2 separate regions of the Zea mays genome follow, and region 1 is linked to region 2. The links are chromatin contacts, called in public Hi-C maps. All regions are on one chromosome and are shown on one strand. The core of a region is the stretch at or near the end of the contact, and the rest is flanking DNA. Distances in the headings are between cores, read along the strand shown. Region 1 has its middle 61 kb from the start of LOC100276296. Region 2 holds the start of LOC100274518.

The links. Hi-C and Micro-C count contacts between places; a contact is called where the count stands out from the background.
Region 1: a Hi-C map of ear shows a contact between it and region 2, with 2.2 times the contacts expected there. The contact joins the enhancer-like site here to the promoter of LOC100274518 in region 2. A contact is called at or near these places in 3 of 25 Hi-C or Micro-C datasets (ear, leaf and tassel).

Annotation. Positions count from the first base shown.
Region 1 is chr6:39,641,965-39,646,244 of Zm-B73-REFERENCE-NAM-5.0, forward strand. No RefSeq gene overlaps it. Among protein-coding and RNA genes, the nearest start is that of LOC100276296, 61 kb to the right of the region's middle. Within about 2 kb of position 1,672, at least 18 of the 20 cell types and tissues checked have an H3K27ac peak or open chromatin away from gene starts, as enhancers often do. A contact at or near this core is called in ear, leaf and tassel, where this site is marked.
Region 2 is chr6:39,530,984-39,535,344 of Zm-B73-REFERENCE-NAM-5.0, forward strand. LOC100274518 reads right to left here and starts at 2,483. Exons shown (of 4, transcript NM_001148875.1): 1 at 2,121-2,483; 2 at 1,824-2,040; 3 at 1,525-1,737; 4 at 865-1,423. The coding sequence starts at 2,407. The coding sequence ends at 1,163. LOC109940351 (a long non-coding RNA gene) reads left to right here. Exons shown (of 2, transcript XR_002263153.1): 2 at 1-382.

The sequences.
Region 1 (4,280 bases), core at 422-2,921, 110 kb after region 2:
GGAAAAGAACAAATTAACCAACAAGCGAGAACACGTGAACTGCGAAGATGGTGATCCCCCCAGCGAAAATGACCACACAACAACGCGAGACATGCTGCATGCATGCATGCATTATTGGATTAGACATGGCCGCACCAGAGAACAAGCTAGCAGCAGAAACAATTATCATCCATCATGCACCCAGTGTCCTGCTGGTTCCGGCATCTTTGTCGGCTGCGGCAAAAAGCATGAAGCTAGTCACCAGGACAAAAAAGATGGAACCCACCAACAAAAGCAATAACACGTGAACACTGCAAAGAAAGTGATCACTCGTAGAAGCTAGTAGTCACCATGAGCGGCGTCACCCGGAACGCATCGACGTCAATAATCACAATCGATCACGCACTATTGTTCGATAGACAACAAAGAAATTAATAATCGTATAGCATTTACTGTATGTCTGGTTATTAGGGATTCAGTTATTATCATGTTAATCTAAAAAAGTTTTAGAAAAATGTGGCGGTATGTATGTATAATACTTCTAGTCTCGATATCACTACATTAATTCGATAAATTTCGGTCGGTTCTTCGAGGATCGAGAACCGACGGGAATAGGAATTACGTTAAAAACCGACATGAATATAATTAGCCTAATTCCCGTCGGCATTGTACCCGTCGGGAATTTTTAGACTTGATTTGCTTAACTTCTGTCAGCCATGTTAATGAGATTTATTTAATCCACGGTAGCCCTGCTAATGGGTTAAAACCCACCCCAACCCATCATAACCGATGAGCCGTGTTTTCTTCAACCCAACCCAATAATTCAACTAAATAACCGACCTCAAACCTATATAGCTAGCGGGTAAAACCCATTACCTAGCTAGATCCGTAGAAAATTCATGTTCACTACTAGCTAGAGTAGATTCGCTGCTGTGTTCGGACTTTAAAATTTTCACAAAATCAATTAGTTTTATTGGAAGCGAGTAAGAATGATAATATATACTAATTTATGTGTAACGGTGTAGCTTAGTTCGTCATCTTAGTTGCTAAAATATAATATTTATGAAGTGCTTGCGATAGATAGATAGATAGGTGTAGTCTTGACCAGAGTGGTTGATTTGGTGACAAGGAGATCACGGAGGGATTGGAGAAGATTGAGAGGGAAATGAACTAATTTCCGCCTCAATTCCCTCATCCCCTCGTAATCCCGCCTCCATGCATGTTTAAGCTTAAAAACTATTTATTCTTTTGTAATGCGCCATCTAGAGATCTTAATTAACACGTAGAGGATACCACCTACTCGGCTATCTGTGTTGGTGCAATAAATTAATAGGTGTCCGCCTAGATTTTTCTTTCTCTCCCACGCGCGAACGCCAGCGCGTGAAGTGTGTGTGCTGCCGGAATCTCGCCGGCTTCTGATCTAGTCCCTCCGCTGTCGACGGTGAGAAGAAAACAAGGGAAAGCACAAGCGGACACGTGAACTGCGATGATGGTGACATCCAATGAAAATGACCACACACAACGCGAGACATGCTGCGTGCATGCATTGCATTATTGGATATTATTATAGACTGCTGCAGGGGCCGCACCAGAGAACAAGAAACAGTATCATTCATCACCCTGCAGTGTCCTCAAGAATCAAGCAACAGTGGACAGTGGACACGTACGACACCGTCACGAGGTTGCCAGCATGGGACATAAGACAGGAGTACGTCCCAGAGTGGCACTACAGTACTATGCAGGTCTACTGCATGTGTAGTGTTAGGGCAGTCCCGGTACTGCAGCATAGTAAACCACCCAAGTAGTTTTTATATTTATATATATACGTGGTAACGTAGACACCACACATAAAAAACTACCATATTTTATCTAACTCTCTCACGTTGCATCGTCATTTTATGTCTTCGTTCTATATAGAGACACGTTTTCTTATTAAAAATTCTATGTTTCTTTCCTTTCGTTCAAACTTCGTATAATAAATTTACTTATTAGTTGACAGAATGTACAGCGGTCAACGGAAATCAAAATCATCTTAGCACTACCGGAATTTGGCTCTTTGCCGAGTGCCATATTCTTTGCCGAGTGCCACACAAAAAACTCTCGGTAAAAGAAAACACTCGGCGAAGAAGCTCTTTGCCGAGTGTCTTTTTTTGACACTCGGCAAAGGGCTCTTTGTCGAGTGTCACAAATACAACACTCGGCAAAGAGCTCTTTGCCGAGTGTTTTTTCTTCAACACTAGGCAAAGACAATTTAAAAATCACATTTTAAAGTAGTAAATTAATTCAAATGAAAAAGTTTTCAACTACAAATTTGTATAACTCATCATGATGTACAATTTATATATTGAACATTTCTTCATATGACAAAATAAAAATAAATTTGTTCATAAAACCTATATCTCTCTCGTAGTTTATGAAACTACGAGAGAGACGTATAGAATTTGTGCATATTGTTAGAACCATAATCTGAGATAAACAAATTACCAAACAACCAAAATAAACTTTGTAGATCTTGAGAAGTTTTAGAAGTTTATAGTTGACAACTTTTTCATTTGAAGTCATATTGTCAACGAAAACTACGTCTGAATTTAAAAAATTTAAAATTTGAATTTTGAAAACGACTTCGAAAGGAAAAACCACCAACATGAAAGTTGTAGGTATTGAAGAGTTATGAAACTTTGTAGTTGACAATGTTTTAGTTTGAAATCATCTTGTTATGCAAAACTATGTTTGAATTTTGAAATTTAAATTTTTCAAACTGTCTCGGATGGAAAAACCACCAAAATAAAAGTTGTAGGTCTTGAAATGTAATGAAACTTTGTAGTTGACAATTTTTTGATTTGAAATCATCTTATCATTGAAAATTTCGTGTGAAGTTTTTAAATTTAAAATTCAAATTTTATAAACGGTCTCAGATGTAGAAACTATTAAAATAAAACTTTTAGATCTCAAAAAGTTATGCAACTTTATAGTTGGTCACATTTTCAAATGAACTCATTTAGTGTCTTAAATAATCAAATTACTCTCGATTTATTATAGTACATGGGGAATGGAAACGTAATATAAACATAATTGGTGTAGTAGTGTAGTGGTATAGGAGGGTATGCGCGAGAGAGAGGTTGTGAGTTCGAATCTCACCATTTACAAAACATATAAGTTTGATTCAAAATAATAGTGAAAAATGATTGGGCAATGGGTAAGGTAATAGGGTAGGGTTGGAGAGTTGTTCCTAGAATTTAAAAAATGTTTTGCTGTTTTTTTTTAATTTTTTCGATTCTTAATTTGCCGAGTGTTTTTCTTTGCCGAGTGCTTTTTGACACTCGGCAAAGTCTTTGTCGAGTGTCCGAAAAAAAGCACTCGGCAAAGAACCCTTTGCCGATGAAATCTTTCCGAGTGTTCTTTGCCGAGTGTTACACTCGGCAAAGCCTTTGCCGAGTGTAAAATAGCCTTTGCCGAGTGTGCCGAGTGTCTTAGACACTCGGCAAAGAACGCGATTCCGGTAGTGTAGGACATGGACAACCTCGAGGTCAACGGAAATCAAAATTCTATGTTTTTTTCAATTATTTAATATGAGGTCTCTTAAGCTAGTGGTCCGGATCGAGGGATGTTGGAACTTGCTCTCTGGTGCAAGGGGATCCAACGGGGGTGTGTAGTGACGTAAACAGGGTTCTCGCACGAGATGGCAATAGCTCTGTTAATCTAGCCTCTCAAGGGCACTGTGCGGGGGTATTTATAGGTATCTGAGTGCCCAGCGTCCTGTGTTAAGGACGCATGTGCCCTCAGACATCTAGGTTATCCCCGAAATATTCCCATAAAGCGGGGTTACATACCGTAATTACAGGAATGCCTTTACAAATTAGGCCCGTAACGCGCAGCGGCCACGCAGGGCCTGTTACAATGGGCCGGATCACACGTGGGCCTCCATGCTAGACGAGGTCGCAAGATGGGACGACCTCGTCACAGGTCTTCGTCCGATGACGTATGGGACGAAGGGTGAGCCTGCCCGTTGTCTTGTCTCCGTTGGTCCGACGATTACGGCGAAGGCATCGAGCGAAGGGTGGCGTCTTCGCATTCGCCCCAACATTTGCCCTCCGAGGGACCAGTTCGACTAAGTCATCCAGTGCCGAAGACGTCGCTAGATGGCAGAGACGCTGCCCTCGCTCGAAGTGGTTCCGTGGGGGTTTTTGACATGACCGTTGATTGACACCGTACTGTTGGACTGCGGGTTTCCCGAAGCGCCGCGCCCTGTGTATAAAAGGGGGCGGGGGGCGGCGCATTTTGAACTTTATCTTTCCGCGCTC
Region 2 (4,361 bases), core at 1,233-3,732:
ATCGCGGAGGGTGCGTAAAGGCGAAGCGACTCCATGTGAAGGATGTGGCCCTCGAATCGAAAACCTAGGAGTTGGTCCATTTCGTGCCCGGTGGAGTGGATAGGCTCTATGTAAATAGCAGTAGTTTAGGAAATGACAATAACCCTCTATAAATAGAGAGAATGGCTAGTTCGTCTAGCATCTCTTGAGTGCTATTTGTTTAGAGCACTCATTCTAGAGCTCTTAGTTTTCTCTCTAGGTAGACTCCAGTTGAGCCGAGAGGTCCACAACGATTTTGTACTTGGACTGTGTTCTTGATCTTCAAGTTTAATCAGAGGAAGGGTTGTCAGTCCGGCCCATAACGTTCTTTGGCTTCAATCTCAGTTTTGTATACTTGCTGAAATCTGAAGTCTTGTGTTCTTGGTTTCTCCCTTTCCCTTCTCCGGCAAAGAAGGCGAGAGTATGGTAGTGATGAAGCCCGAAAGCCCAGCCCGAAGCCCGTTTTTGTGGACCGGTACGAGCCCGACCCAGTCCGCTTTATATGGGCCCGGGCCGGCCCATCACGAATAAGTGAGCCGAACCCGGACGGGAAACCGAGCCCGTTGGGCTAGCCGGACGCAGCCCGTTAGCACTTGACTAGCTAGGCCCACTTTTTGTACTAAACCGTGCTCTCCAGGCCGCTTTGCCCTCTTTTTGGGCCGTTTTTTCCGTGCTTACCGTGCCGGCTCGACCTGTTTAGTCCCGCAGTAGACCAGATCCGTGCAGCGAAATGAGCCCATGGGCTTGGTAGGCTGGGTCCGGTTTCCTAATCGTGCCTGGCGGGCCGGATCGGACGTCCCGTTTGTACATGTATACATTCCATGCAACCATAAAAACCCGAAATCTGAAACAAAAAAAACCAATATATAAAATGAAATTATCATTAACATAGCGAGTCTTTGATCATTATTGCAAGGCCATTATTTGATCTCCACATATACATAAACACTAACATATAGAGACACGGCACAACCATGAGAGCCGTATATAGGCACAAGAGAGCTTTATTTGACACGAGACAAGACGACGACGATGACCGAATTAAAGGATAGTGAATCGAGCATGATGTAGCAGGTAGCCTACATCAAGTCAAGCCGAACCATAATCCTACAGCTCGTAATACGAGCGAGCTCGGCTCGCTTGTTCACCGAGGCCTGCCTGGCACCACTGGACGTATGTAAACACCGATAGCGTCGACGAGCCTGGTTCCCGCCCGCGCATAGAATCCCGCGATGCTGCTGCCGTTGGGCGCCGTGATGGAGAAACGCGTCCCGTTCTCGACCCCCCAGGGGCCCCAGGTTCTGCTGCTGGTGACGAGCCTGAGCGAGGTCAGCGTAATGGCACCTTCAAATGCGCCGTATGTTCCCGAGACTTCCCTGACATCCTCTGCGTCGCCAAGGTCGATCTGCACGTACGCATGCAGAGTTCGAGTGATGATGGACATGCATTATGCTTCATGAAGAGGTTGATGGATGATACGATGGAGGACTACTGCATGTTGCTCACCGTTCGAACATTGCCGCCAAGTCCACCCCACCGCCCAGCAGTGCGCCTCTGCCCAGCGTCGTCGGTGTAGGTGAACTCGATGGAGTCGACGGCAACGCCAGCGCGGACGGTGATGCTGTGCAGACGCCGTGGTGGCTGCTCTGCCGTGATGTCCTGTGCCGACCCTCCCTGTCCGCCCCATAGTCCGATCTTGGTGACGGAGGAGATGGACTCCTGCATGCAGCAGCTGATTAGTATATTACCAAGAATATATATTCTGCTGTTTCTCTCTCTCTCTCTCTCTCTCTGACATACAGTACCTGCTGCTTGCTAATTGGTTGCTGTGATGCGCCAAACACCGGGCAGAAAACTTCCAGGGCAAGCTCGTCAGAGTTCCCGTCGTTGCTACCGCCGGCAAGGTTTCTTCTCTTCATGACACCGGTGGCCATGGCGAACACCCCGGTTCCGCCGTAGATCGCCCATTCGTCTGACCCATCCGTGACCATTCCGTTGATGACGAGCGTGGAGCCCTTTAGCCTGATTGATGACCAACAGACGATGGTGAATTGAATGAATCAGTATTACAGCTTGCACGTGAATTGAAGATGAACACACACCTGTCGGTTTCGAACACCATGGTGAACAAGGCGTCTGCGTTACCGACCAGGACCGTGACTCCCTGTATGCGAGCCACGAGGCGGGCGTCGGCGCCACGGCCGTCGTACACGGGGCTGTCAGTGACGACTCTCCTGCCCAGCTGGTCGGATGGCCTTCCCGGCACAGTCATCTCCCTGCTGCCAGGACCAGCCCGGCGCATATACAGGGCACGGAAGGTGAGTTTCACGAACTCCGCCGCCACGGGTGCGGCGATGGCCACTACGATGCTCGGAGCAGGGTTCTCCATTGTTTTGCTAGCAGCTACCGTAAACCAGGCTGCTTGTTGTGTGCTGGGATGGGGTGTGGGTGTGGTGGTGTAGCAAATGCCCCCAATGAATAAACAATGCCGGCGGGCAGTACTTATAAAGGACGAGCCGGCCAGTTGCCATAGTTGTACATGGAGCTTGAGTCTGGCCCGAAACCCGTGTTTTTCATCCGGCCCATGCACGGCCTGGCCCGGTAGTTGGTGGGCCTGGGCTGGTACGTCTAGGGAGCAAGTTTTGTCTAGGCCAAAAACTATGCACATGGGTCGGTACGGTACAGCCTGCTCCCGCTAGGGTGCTCTGTTAGCAGCCCGTCCGACCGACCCCCACGCCCTACCTCATATACCCCCATTTCCCACCCACCACTCAGCTCCTCGCCTCCCCTCTCCAATCTCCTAGCTTCTCGTATCACACGTCACTCTATCTCTCTCGTCTACCTGGCTTCACTCTGATCCGACGATTCCACTTTCTTCTTGCCTCGCTGTCGCCTCCGTCTCCGACTCCGTGACCTAGATACGAGGGGCGGGCCTAGCGTAAGTCATGGACACTCAAATGAATACCCAAGATTTTTGTTAAAAATTAAATATATTTAGTGAATCTTATATATGTATATATAAAAAATTAATAATATTTAATAATTGATGTAATCTGATGGGATACAGACGGATATTACTCATTCCATATTTGTCTTCATATTAGTTCTTCAAATTCACATCATATACATATATTATCGAGTTGTTTCAATAGATCGGCATCTTAAATATCAAACTTTGAGTATACACATACATATACAGATCGGACATGGATCAGATACTAAATATCCAAACTCGAATATAGATCGAATATCAGCACTCTTAGGCCTTGTTTGGTTGCATGTGGATCATGCGGGATTGAGAAGGAATAAAACCCTTTCTATTCAGTTTTGACTAGCAATGGATTAATCCACTCCAATCCCATTTAATCCACTTCTAAACGAACGCATCTAAAATCGAATTCATATACGAATAGATAATATTTGTATCATTTACATCCCTAGTATTTAGGCTAAAATCAAAAATATACTAGGACGTCTGGCAGGCTAGTGCCTCAACTCCAATCGACGACTCAACAACACACGCTTTCACGTCATCCTCCAGGCGCGTCGCACGCTTGCACCCTCACCCACTCACCCAGTCGCCCACACCCGGTGGTCACCTGTTGTGTGGTTCCGCTCATTGTCCACCCACCTGGTGGCCGCCTCTCGCTAGTCGTGGCGTTGTGCAACACTCGCCCCCAGCTCGTCGTCCTTGCTCGGTTGTCTCTTATCACTAGTATTTAAACAATTTTACCTAATAATTAGTTATGTGCTCAACTAAATTTGGTTTTGTTTGATATATGCTATAAAACTATTAGTATGTAATATATTACGGTATAATACATAAGACATACCATATATTTAGATTTTATATGGCTATATTTTTACCTCTTAACAATTTCGAATACCATCCTTAAAATCTTGGGCTTGCCACTGCTCGATATAGCACCTAACGGCTACTGACATATAGCTCCCTTCTCCCTGATCCCTCTCCCCTCTCCTCTCCCTGTCTCCTCTCCCCCCTCTCTCTTGGTGAACTATGTGAGTTTTCGAGTTGTCGCCTAGTCTCTCTTCTCCCATTCACAGTCATTTCTAATTGGTGTATCTCGTCTAGGCGGTCGTTGTCTTCTCCGACGCTGGTCCCCGGTTGCATAGATGAATCGTAACCCTAACCCTAGATCCCTCTCTATGGTCCCCAACTTTCTTCATTTTGCGTAGGTATGTTGCCAATGCCTCGTCTTCCTCCTCTAGAGTAGACCGAGAATAGTGATTGTACGCACCATTGAGGAACAAAGCTGGAGATCGATCAAATGTGGTGAAGGTTGCCATGCATGGCAGATGACAAGGATGTCTATCCGCTCACC